2 separate regions of the Canis lupus genome follow, and region 1 is linked to region 2. Evidence: chromatin contacts called from public Hi-C data. All regions are on one chromosome and are shown on one strand. The core of a region is the stretch at or near the end of the contact, and the rest is flanking DNA. Distances in the headings are between cores, read along the strand shown. Region 1 has its middle 20 kb from the start of OTOGL. Region 2 holds the start of PPP1R12A (protein phosphatase 1 regulatory subunit 12A).

Region 1 (6,379 bases), core at 2,807-5,306, 190 kb after region 2:
AAGAGAATATGATAATTTTTTCTAAGGTAGAGAAAGAGGGAGAAGAGGATTCCAAGAAAAGGAAATATTGAGCTGATTTGAAAGGAAGATTACTCCAGAAAGAATGGAGTGGAGATGGCTGAATTGATATTATAAGCTAAAGAACTGCATGTGCAGAGATGTGCAGTGGTACATTCAAATAATTTTAAGAATCTCAAGATGATCAAAGCAGAAGGTTCACATCAGCAGGTAGGCTGAAGCAGAAAATGGAGATCTTTGCACTCCAGTGAAGGAAAATCATGATGAAGTCTGCATTTGGAAATATCACCTTTTGCAGCATATGTGAATGACTTGGAGGGAATGTCTAGAAGCAGGGAGACCCAAGTTTACTGTTAACCCACATGGAACTTTTATGCAAATTTGAAAAGGGTACTGTGTCTCAAAGTACTTTATTTATTGGAAAATAGTCACATCACTGATTTTAATGGATGTTTTACTGTAAAGTGAGAATTTTTTGTAAAAAAATATAAATCTAAAATGTCCACGATGTAAATGATGCCTTCATTAATAATCTCAAGTGTAGTGACTGTGTAGACCACAAACTGTGCAAACATGTACATCTATCTACCTATCTATCATCTATCTATCTATCTATCTATCTATCTATCTATCTATCTATCATCATCATCATCATCTATCTATCCATTTATCAGTAAACAGCAGTAATTAAGGATGGTACAAGCCAATGATTACTCAGACTCAAAATTCTGCATGTAAGATTTGAAGAATTAGTAAGACTCTTAAGGTGACTTTTTTTTTTTGGTTCTGGGAAACTGGGTGGGTAGTTATGTCATCTGCTAAAATAGGTAATAGAAAAGGAAACGGTGTTGGATGGGATGACTTGGGACATGAATTTGGTTTAGTTTTAAATATGCTAAATTTGTAGTTTTGGGTTTATCTATAGGCAATTAGATATATTGATCTGGAGCTCAAGACAGGAAAGATTGAAGCCATAGGCTTGGTCATTGCTAATGTATTAGCAGTTGTTTAAAACATTGGGATGCTTATTTATAAGCAAATTGGATGGCCGAAAAGTTTCTCCCTTTCATTTTTTCCCTGATATCTTGAGAGGATTCTGATATGATTTCATAGATGGAGGAACCAAATCTCTCAAATGAGTGGACATAGGACTGTTACTCTTCTAACCTGATGTGTGGGGGCTCAGAGACAGAATGAATTCAACTTAAAAATAATGGAGTAATTTTTACACCTTTTCTTACACCTGCTAAGTCATTCTCTATGCTAGGAAGCACTGAAGCTTTCTGGTTGAAGACATTGGCCCTGGGAGCCAATGTTCCTTCAACATGGGGAAGTAGCATCGTACAGTGGACATAGAATGTGGAGAGAAGAACCAGGAGAACAGAGATGACGCAATGATAAGGGCAACCTAGACAGAGGCAGTAAGCAAAGTGGTTAGGGACATTGACTTTGGGAGAAGGCTACCTGGGTTATAATGCAAGCTCTGCCTCTTACATGTTAATTAACCTCACGGTGTCAATTTCTTTACCTGTAAAATGAGATACTAGTGGAACGACCTCATAAGGCTGTTTTATTAGTCATAGGATTAAATGAAATGATAGGTATAAAGCTTTTAGTTGAGTACCTTCGCATTACTTTTCAGGACATGTTAGTGATATGCATCGTACTGAGAGAATCTATGTGCTTGCTTCAGAAGGATGTCTTTAGAGTCTGTGTAGAAAAACATAATGCACAAATTGATTAATGGGTGCTTATTCCAGTTTATTCACAAAAGGATCTGAGGTGGCACTACTGTAAGAAACAAACATAAAGAGAGTATAATGAAGCCACAGGTAAGTTGAGTTATATAAAGCCAAGAGGACATAGACACATAGGCTATAAAGTCCAAAGCTATATCTGCCAGTGGGCCATATATTCAAGTGAATAAAACAAGAACAGTGGAGTATATATTTTGAGCTATTTTTTCGTTTTAAGATAGTCCTTGAGGTCACGCCTTTCCACGTATTTGCACCCAACCCCTCTTGTGTTTTGGCAACATAATAATGTTAACTTGGCCTACAACATAATAATGTTAACTCAGCCTAAAATGTTTTCAAAAAGATCTTTCCTCCTGTCTTTCCAGCTCCGGTTAAACTTTCTAACATATGCCCAACTCTCAGATAGAAAACTCTGGGCTTTTCCTTGTTCCTTTCTCCCAATATCTACTCCACTGAAGACATTTTTTCCTCCTTTGCATTCCCTCTCCCATCAGGTCTCACCTTTCCATTCCTGCCACCACATCTCTGGTTTAGACCTTTGTCCCTCCTGGATATTCTTTGTATTATTTTCCCATCTATTTTTCTGCCTGCCTTTTGGTCTCATCCTATTCAGTCTCCTCAGAACATCCCTATCAGATGTATCTTCCCCAAACAGAGCTCTAATCATATTACTCACTTGATGAAAATTTTTGAGGGCTCCCCACTACATTCTAAATCAAGGTTAAATGCCTAATATTTAAGGGACTCTCACAATCTAAACCCATTCTTTTTTTTTTTTTAATTTTTGTTTATTTATGATAGTCACATACAGAGAGAGAGAGAGAGAGGCAGAGACACAGGCAGAGGGAGAAGCAGGCTCCATGCACCAGGAGCCCGACGTGAGATTCAATCCCGGGTCTCCAGGATCGCGCCCTGGGCCAAAGGCAGGCGCCAAACCGCTGCACCACCCAGGGATCCCTAAACCCATTCTTTATTTCCAAATTTATCCTCCACCATTTCCCAACTCATAGCTATTCTGCTACCCCAGCGCTTTCTTCTTTCCTGATTCCTGCATATTTAAATTCTCGCATGTCTTATTCATCTCTATATTCCACACACCACCATGTGCAGTGCCACGCTGAAGGTAAAGAGTTCAGTTAAGATCTGAAGTTTTGCTTCCTGTGAATTCAAAACCCATGAAGTGCTGCCCTCTTTTGGTTTAAGTAGCCCAGAGTCCAAACCACCAAATAAGGAAGGATGCTGAATGACTCATCTTTTCCTTTTGGTTAGAACCCTCGTGGAAACAAACAGGCTGGATGAAATAATTCCATCCTCTTTTCTCATTTCATGTAGCTTCAAAGATTGTTTGGGGAGATAGAAAGAAGATAAAATTCTGTATTGAAAACTTGGAACTCCTCTGATTCAAATCATATATTACGCGTATGCTCAGAGCTGAAGTAAAGCCAATAGTTACTTTGAATGCTTCCAGAGCTCCAAAAATCTCCAGATCTCAACACGGACTTTTATGTAAAATTTAGGGGATGGACAAAGGACAAGCATTCCCTAAAAGCCCTGTAAGGTTAAAGATAGCTCCTTGATTTAAGGGATACTGAGGCAAGAGCCAAGATCATTTTTTCACACTGATAACTTGGTATTTGGTCATGCAGGAAATAATGGAGCCTGGCCTAGGAGGTAAAGTGTGGTTGTGTAGACCTTGCTGGGTGCCAGTTAGTGACCCTGTCTGAGCCAGTCTTGAAGATCCAGCAGAAACTGAGAGGAATGATGACTTGGAGCCCAGGAAGGGTAATGGTCACATTTTAAAGCAAAGATGACAGGATGAGAGATGCACAGGAAAAAGATCCCAAGAGACTGAGGTTTCTTGGTTATGAAACGAATGTCTGGGATTGTTAATTTTAGAGCTTCATAACCATGCCATTGTTAGGAATCACGTTGAACCCCACTAGGTATAAAGACAATGAATAGTAAATAGGCACACACACTATAAATAACAGGAAAGCTCAATTAAGGCCGACTGTGAGCTTTATCTCAAATGTCAATGAAACCAAACTTCCTTGGCTCTGAAAGGGAAAGGCATTCTAAAACCGAAACTCAGCGGGCGACAGGATGCTCCACAGCTCTTGCAGGAGCACGGAAAGGTTTGTGGGCTGGTGTCAGATGCCATCTTGGCACCATCTTTGATTAGGAGCTAATGTTAGCAGAAAGGTCAGGTGCCAATCATGACCAGAGTTGTCCTCTACTATCTTGAGAAGGTCACCGGATTGCTGCCCCTTCTTTTTTGAAACCCGATCTGAGGACCACAAACAGCCACAATGAGTTGGATCAGCGCCACATGCTCTAAATTGGGCTGACAAGGCTGACTCAGTGCCAGGAGCTGACACAGGATGCAGCTTGAAATATTCAGATGAGGAGAGGGTTGAGTTTTCCTTTTTAATTTTCAGGAATGCCATTTGAGGAGATAGGATTGTACATGAACATCAAAGAGTGAATTAAATGAGGTTTGTCCTGCATTTGGGTAGAGGAGCTCCATACAAGGCTGTGTTAAATTGTTCCTTTTCAGTGTGGTGGGTTGTCTCTTTAACTTTCTAAAATTTAAAGGTCCATAAGAAACAATGGAAAATCCCTCGTGTGAGTAAAGATATGTACACATCCATAAATAGGGGTTCTTTCATTTGTGTGTGAATTTGCAAGCAGCACCTCACTGGAGCTGAACTTTTGCTGTATAAATAAAACCATCTGGTGTATCCGAAGAATTTCAGTCTCTAGAGAATAGGATCATAAACAATCGATCCTCCACAGACATTTCAGTATTTTAGTTTGAGTGAAGCTTTCCCACAGCATTGCTTTGATTATTTTATGTGTTTAATCTTCTAAGGGTTTTATAACTTGGTCTCTCTAACCTAATGTCTTTACGTGAGTTACAAGGTCTACTCCACCACTTCTGGCATCCTTTAAGTTACTTTGATGAATGGATCACAAATAGATACCCAGATGAAGAGAGAGTTTTGAAGAAGGAAGTACTGTATATTATTCCATTTTTCTGATGGGAAAATGAGCGATAGAGTGATAAGTTCAAAGTCCCACGTCCCACAACTATTAACTGCTAAACATGAACCAGATTTTGTGAATCCCAGTTGAATAATCTTTTTACCCAACACTGTCTTTAACTTAATGTTTATTTTCTTTGAAGCACGCTTCTTAGTAAAACAAAGAATATCCAATCTTTGACCAATTGACGAAACAAGACCCAGCAGCTGGGAAATTGGTTAAGTCTCATAAGAATGCAACTGGCTTTCTTCAGCTTTTCCTTTTCTTTAACATCTCTTGCCTCCTTTAACAAAACTTATTTAGTGCTAATTCATTTCTTGGAAGAAGCAAATTTCTAGGCGACTTCTGAAACTGACATATGTTTGCATGGAAGACGAAAAGGGATTGATCACAAAAGTCGTGCCATAGAACATAGAACATTGGCCAGGGTGTGTCCATCCACAAAACTGCATTAGAATCACTTGAGGGAGCTTAAAAATGAAGTAGTGATGCCTGGGTCCCACATCCAGAGATTAGCATCTCATTGTCTGGGTGGGGCTCTCTAAGATCATACAAAATGTATAGGCTGGGTTTAAGAATCACCATATGATGCACCTGAACCACATTATTCCATGGGGAAAGTGAGCCTATGGGGAAAGTGACCCTTGGATTCTCATCTTTCTCCTAGCAGTGGCCTTTTGTAATGGGAAGACTCACCCAGAACTGTTTTCTACTTTTTCCTGAGGCTTAAGTGGACCACTAGTGTAGCTTAGGTGATGGGAAGTAGGGGACATAGGTTGGCAGGGTCTCCTGATTTGGCTCCTGCCAGAGCTGGCCATAGCTCCCCTGGCGCCATTTTATATAGCAGGCTGAAATATCATAGATTCTCCATTTTTAATTCAGATATATGACAGTGCTGTTGTTTCTATGATTTATTTTTTGCACATAATGACATTATTAGCAAGTATCTTCCCTGCAGTTTTATTGGGACATGACTCGTTAGGCCGCTCTACACATGCACTGATATTTGCTGAACTCTTTGAGAATAGGATGTGCCCCACATCTCAAATGGCCCACATCTAGTAAAATACATACTTCAACTAGGACAATTTTTTTTTTTCAACTAAGACAATTTTTAAATAATTTAATGCATAGGAGGAAAAATACGAAATACAAAGAAGCATAAAAACTAATTAAAGCCAACGTCTACTCTTTCTTTTGGGCTCAAGGTATCCCTGGCATCAAATCCATGCTTGTAGTTTGGGAAGAATCTAGTCATGAGTTAAAGTTGCCAAAACCAGGGGCAAAGTGAACCCTTACAGCTCCGTTTGAGATTTAATGCGAGTTTTGTTTAGTGGTAGTATTCTTAGTGGTCCCTTTTTAAAAATAGTTCTTCCTTTACTTTGTAGTTCATGCTTTTCCCAGGAGGAGCCTTGGTAAGGCTGCAGCAAACAAAGGAGGCCATCTCCCTAGCAGGGCTGCTTCTCAGATGAGGCTGGCTTCCCATGAGCTTTCCATGAGCTTTAGCTAGTGGGCTGGGAGGAGTCTGGGTGGTTCCATCTGTAGGCCTGAGTCCTCTG
Region 2 (6,145 bases), core at 2,075-4,574:
TGTCCACCAATAAAAATGAAAATCTACTCTAGACTTCAGTTCTAGGACATCAGAAGTTTATTTTAGCTTCAGTACTGTTCAGCATTGTTTTCTAGCTATGGGAGTCGGGGAGGGAGGCTATTCCAGAGACCAAGACAGGAAATTTGACAAGAACACTGCTTTTTCTCCAATTTGGATGACATATTTCTATACAGAAAGAATAGCTGAAAATTAAGTTGCTTTTGTAACTTCTAATGAGAGGGCACATTCTGCCAATAAACTTTTAAGTATAGGCTGCTTACATTAAAAATGGAAGTAAAAGATGAAGGATATTTATAGGTTGTGAAGTTTCTAAAACTTTTCTCCTGACAGTGAAATTTTAGATACTTGATTAAAACCAAAAGGGTAAAAGTGTATTCCAAAAGACTAATCAATAATTAACCCAGCAAAAATATTTTAGGTATTATATGATTTCTTGAAAATTCAATGAAATAAACACTATTTAAGGGCTATTATATCAGTGGGTCAATTTTAGGCTTTATAATTTAAGTACGTAAGACAAGCAACATTCAAGAGATTTCTGAAAAGCTTAAAACTTTCTTGTGATTTTTTTAAAAAAGTTTTATCACCTTTCACTATCTGTTGTCCTGAATTTGCCCAAAGCAAACTCCTTGTTCTCAGTCACACTGGGAAAAAAGTACAAGAGGTGATAATACAGAAATGAAAGTGAAGAAAACACGATACAAATTTTAATGCTTGATATTTTAAAGACTTTTTCGCTGACGTAAGGAATGTGCAGATAAATTACAAAAAGATACTATGCAAATGGTTATGCATAAACTTCTAAACTCCTGCTCACAGGCTTGTCAGCTAAAACAAAATCCCCAAAAGACTGTACCTATATGCTGCCAAACTAACTCCTGAATTCAGTTAATCAGGAAAACCCTGAGAAGTCTGGGACTTCTTGCAACATGTCCAAATTGAGAGAGGAAAAAAAGCCTTCAGAAGTCTGTTCCCTGAATTTTCTTTTCCTACCTAGGCCAATACTACTCTAATACAAGTATCAAAAGGTTTCCTCTTCCTCCCAGCCAGTACCATTGGGTCCCTCCCCAAGTGTGGTAACTTTAAATCTCTATGTGAAAATTTTAATAAAACGTATTGATGTAAATAAACAATTATCCAATCGTACCTTGACCTAAGCATACAGTAACTGTGTCTTCCAGAATCAATTCCATCCTGAAACATGTAAAACACGCTTCAAAGATCCTTCATCTTACATAACTACTTAATCATTTTTAGAGCCAAAACTTTCATTCTCAGCACCATGGTTTTTTTTTTTTTTTTTGGAACCTAGACTTTGCTATGCTTTTAAAATGAACCTCAGCCAAACAGAAAGTATGCTATACATTAGAGACTCTAAAGTCAATGAAAGAGAAAAAAAAAGAACCAAAGACGGCGCTGTAGTTTTTTGTGTGTGTGTTTTTTAACTGGGTGCCGCATTCTGAATTCCAGATTTGCCCTGCAATGTGTCAGTCATTTCAATCCATCCAGTCAACTCTGTAAACAAAGGCTACAAGCCAAGTTTGATAGGAGAATTCAATTAAATAAAACTTAAAAACGGTCATCGTCCACCAAACAGGAAGCGGTAAAAAGGGAAATGCCACCGCAACACCTTTAAAAAGCCCAAGACAATATTCATAAAATTAAAAAAAATATATATATATATGAAAGCCTCAAGGTTCAACCTCTGAACAGGGTTTTTGTTAGGGTGTTAAATAAAATAAACAGCTGTGAGCTTCCACATATAACCGAGGCACTCCGAGGCAGCTCCGCAGATCTCCCGGTGGAGGGAAGGCCACTGTTGCACAAGCAGTTTTCTCGGTGATTCCAAGTCACCCAGTAAGAAAATGTGAAAAAGGGTCTCTAGGTCTTGTCACCTACTACCGTCGCTTGAAAAAAAAAAAAAAAAATCGCTTTTTTTTTTTTTTTTAAATGCAGCGCTCTGCGTGGTGGTGTTGCTTTTGGCCTGTTAAAGGCAGGGCAACATTATCTCCGGATTGCCAATAGTTTCTCCTTATTTGGCTAACATTGAGAGATCCCAATCGGACTACTATAAAACTTTAACGTGCACAAAGCATCCATTTTGAGCAAAGTTTGTGAACGGCTTTTTTCCTCCCCATCCCCCAAAGGTAAATCCTGGTGCCCGGCTCTGAAAAGCGTGCCCCGCGCGCCTCTCCCCGCGTCTCTAAGCTTTGAGCAGTGCACACGCCGAGCCGCGGGGCTGCAGGACCTCCGGCGCGCTCCCGGGCGGGGCGGGGCGGGGCGGGGCGGGGGGAGGGAGGGGGAGGGGGAAGGGGGCAAGCCCTGCCGGACGCCCCCTTACCTTACCCACCTGCGCCCCCTCCCCTTCGCCCGCCGGCTCGCTACACCCCATCTCCCCCTCCCCAGGGACCAGGAGGAATAAAGAAGCCAACAGGAAGCCGTCCGCTGCTGCGGCGCTCGGCTCCGGGCTCTCGATGACTCCTAGTATCATCATCGTTGGTCATCGAGTCCCCCCCAAAAAGACGACAGCAAACCCCATGCCGACCCTCTGAGCCGGGGCCGCCCATCCGCTCGAGGGTCCCTAAGCGCCCCTTGCGGGTCCCTAGCGCCCCTTCTGGGTCTCTAAGCGCCCCTTGCGGGGTCCCTAGCGCCCCTTCTGGGTCTCTAAGCGCCCCTTGCGGGTCCCTAAGCGCCCCTTGCGGGTCCCTAAGGGCCCTTCTGGGTCTCTAGGCGCCCCTTGCGGGGTCCCTAGGCGCCCCTTGCGGGTCGCTGCCTTGAGCATCCCCCGTCGTCCGAGCGCAGCACGGACACCCCCCGGAGACAAGCCCAGGACACTCCTCTCCGTCTCGACCCCAAACCCCAAACCCCAGCCGCACGTCCACAAACGGTCCTGGGCGCCCCCGCGCCGCCCCCGGCCCCGGAAATCACCCGGCGGCTCGCCCCCCCCCGCCCTCGCGGGAAGCCGCCCCCTCACCCCGCAGCAGGGAGGCTCCCGCCGCCGCCCCCCACCCCCGCGCCCCGGAGGGCGGCGGGAGGCCGGCGAGAGCCCGCGGGGCCGCGCACGGACCTGGTGCAGGGCGGTGAGCCCGTCCACATTGGCGTAATTGATGTCGGCGCCGCGGTGCAGCAGCTTGAGGACCTCGTCCGTGTCGCCGCTGGAGCAAGCGGCCAGGAAGACGGCGCCATCGTCGAACTTCACCTTGGTCTTCTGGCGCTTCACCACGGGAGGCTCCAGGTCCGTCTCGGAGCCGATCCAGCGCTTCAGCTGCTCGTTCCGCTTCTGCTTCGCGTCCGCCATCTTCATCCCCTCTCCTGCCGCCGGGTCTTCTTATCGCGAGGGGGGCGGGGGGGGAAGGGGGAGGCGGCGAGGGACGCGCGGGCCGGCGGGGGGGGGGGTGTGACTGCTTCGAGGCGAGCGGGCCCGGGGAGGGCTGGGAGCCGGGAGGAGACGCTCGAGACTTCCAGTATCCCACAGAGCACTGGGGCGGCGCGCCCGGCCGAGCGGACCTCCCTTCCGACCGCAGGAGCCCTCCCGCCTCCCCCCTCCTCCGCTCCTCCTCGCCCCTCCCACCCCTGCTCCGGCTCCCCGCCCCCCGCCCCCCGCTGCCCGTCACCGGCGGACGATCGAACGTAACTTCGCGAGATCCGGGCAGGGAGGCGCCCAGCGGCCCGTGCGCATGCGCGCGAGGCCCCGGAGCCCCGCCCCCGGAAGAGCGCTCCCGCGAGCCGCGGCGAGGGCGGCCGGGCCACCGGAGGGAAGCGGGTGTGGTCCCGGCCGCCGCGCTGGGGGGAGGGGGGCGGGGACCGACCTGGAAGGGCGGAGACGGGTCGGGAAGGTTGTCCCCGCCTGGCACGGGCTCGGCGGGGAGGACCCTCCTGCTGGCTGCGCGGCCCGGCGGGGATGGAGGCGAGGACGTGAGCTAGGCGCCGGCGGTCTCTCTTGCGGAGGTGTCTCTCCCGGGTGCCCGCCCGGCCCCCGGGGTGACCCGCGGTGACCCGGCGGTGGCGTCCTGCCAACCTCCGCTGCACACACGGCTCTCTCCTCTCTGGCTTGTTTGCTGTTGCCCTGTTGTGTCTTTTGGTTTTTTTGTAGTTGTTGTTTGCTTTTGTTTTTGTTTTTTTTTTCTTAACTCTCCCGAGCCCTCTTACCCTTCCCGCCTTGCTCAGCCTTGTTCCTCGTCCTAACCTTTTAAGGGATTTCTGGTTCCAGCTCCGTCGCTTTCTAAGGATGGGTAAAGCCCCAGCTGCTTCTGGGGCTTCAAAGGAACGTTAATACTACGCAAACCAACTCGATTGGGGTTTCTTGATTATTTACCCTGAGCCAGTCATTGTTTTAGGCATTGGCGACCCCTTGACTGTAATGACCTATTTAAGCCACCTTCTGAGGTCACATGTTTTAAAAAAGTTTGCAATTCATTATCATCTTTAAAAACAGGGTTATTTAATTTTATTATTTTTTTAATCTTTGTCTTGACAACCACACACACGACTTGCAAGAAATACCTGAAGCATTTCAAGCCATCTAGCTGAGGTCTTCACCAATTGCTGTTTTTCTAGACGCTTCCCCTGTTTTCAGACACTGCATGTTTTTAGAACATGTAGAGCCAAAGTAAGAGATTTGGGTTTAAATTTTTACCGTCAAATGGAGCTTTAGGGATTTATCTAGACCGAGTGCCGGAAACTGGTTTTATTCGGGAGCAGGACTAGGGTGCCTTCAGCAAACATTTTGCACCTGTGCTGCTGGGTCAGGGATCGTTCTAGATCCTGGGGATGCAGCTTTCCTTATCCACCAGTCGACTACCCTGCAGCCTGGCGTATTGAGAAATGAAATGATTGAGTAAAATGCATGTAGGAAGTCACTTGCCTGTAAGACTGAATTTTCTGAACTGCAATTATTACTAGGATCGTAGCAGAACCCAAATGAGGGTAAAACTATTACCCCTGGAAGTACTGTAGAAATAGAAAGTGAGTGTAATGTGTATATAATGCACCAAAGGCAATATCAGGCCTTTGAATAATGATAGTGTTAGGTGCTGAAGAACTGTTAGTGCTGAAATACAAAATTTCTATTCATTGAAGAACTCCAGAGTACAGCTCTTCCTCTGTCTACCTAGAAAAGCTGAAAATAAAATAGTTAAGAACTCTTGGGATCTACATGCCCCTTTGCTTAATTGATAGCTCACTGCTTTGCCATAATTAACTTACCCTGTTTCCCAAAAAATGTTATGGTCTATTTGGTGGCCCTTAAAAGTGTTCTGGAATACGGTTGGTATCTCAAGTTTTCATTTGGACAAGAGTTTGATGGAAAGTTTGCTATTTCTGATTCAAGTACTTCAAAATGTAGAATTAATAAGTAAAGCAAGTGAAAGTTTATTAATAAAACATAAATAGCTAAGTATCAGTTACCAAAGGCTACCAGTCAACAAAACAAACACAGCAAAAACCCACCTGGGCTGTTAATGTTTCCTTCTCTGGCTCTGAGGATCAGTAACTCCATATTCATCTCATTTGGAGGTACTCTTAAACTGGCACCTGCTTTGCTTTCGGAAGGAAGATTTTTTTAAATGTTATTATTGAATGAATACTGAAGACCTATGGTTAATTCCAGAAGAGACAAAACTTCTTAATTAAAAAACAACACAAAGCTAATCACTTCATAAAACTTTAGTAACTGAGTGAACCTCAAACTTTAAGCAGAAGAAATGAAAATACAAAATAAAAATTGAACTATATTAATTTGCTAAATGGTTTTTGCTGCAGCAAGTCGTTTATCATATTGGGGGTCTTAATTACATGCAGGAAGTTGTCAAAAAGGAATTTTTTTTAAGATTTTATTTTTAAGTAATCTCTGTATCCACATAGGGCTGGAATTCACAACCCCAAGACCAAGAGTCACATGTTCAACCACCTGAGCCAGGTAGGTGTCCCCTAGAATATGCATCCTTTAAAAAACCTAATTCCACTTCAGATATCCCCAACTATCTGTTACTTGTGATCAATTTGAAGAATTTTTTTTAAAAGATTTTATTCATCCATTCACGGCAGACAGAGAAAGAGAGAATGGCAGAAACACAGGCAGAGGGAGAAGCAGGCTCCATGAGGGAGCCCGACGTGGGACTCGATC

What was found. A called contact is a pair of places that touch in the nucleus more often than the background predicts.
Region 1: a Hi-C map of amygdala shows a contact between it and region 2, with 6 times the contacts expected there. The contact joins the enhancer-like site here to the promoter of PPP1R12A in region 2. A contact is called at or near these places in 2 of 9 Hi-C or Micro-C datasets (amygdala and skin fibroblasts).

The regions. Positions count from the first base shown.
Region 1 is chr15:22,837,870-22,844,248 of UU_Cfam_GSD_1.0, forward strand. No RefSeq gene overlaps it. Among named protein-coding and RNA genes, the nearest start is that of OTOGL, 20 kb to the right of the region's middle. Within about 2 kb of position 4,057, at least 5 of the 20 cell types and tissues checked have an H3K27ac peak or open chromatin away from gene starts, as enhancers often do.
Region 2 is chr15:22,647,779-22,653,923 of UU_Cfam_GSD_1.0, forward strand. It overlaps PPP1R12A (protein phosphatase 1 regulatory subunit 12A), which reads right to left and starts at 3,325. Exons shown (of 26, transcript XM_038558529.1): 1 at 3,089-3,325. The coding sequence starts at 3,325. It overlaps LOC111098888 (a long non-coding RNA gene), which reads left to right and starts at 3,805. Exons shown (of 8, transcript XR_005370399.1): 1 at 3,805-5,938.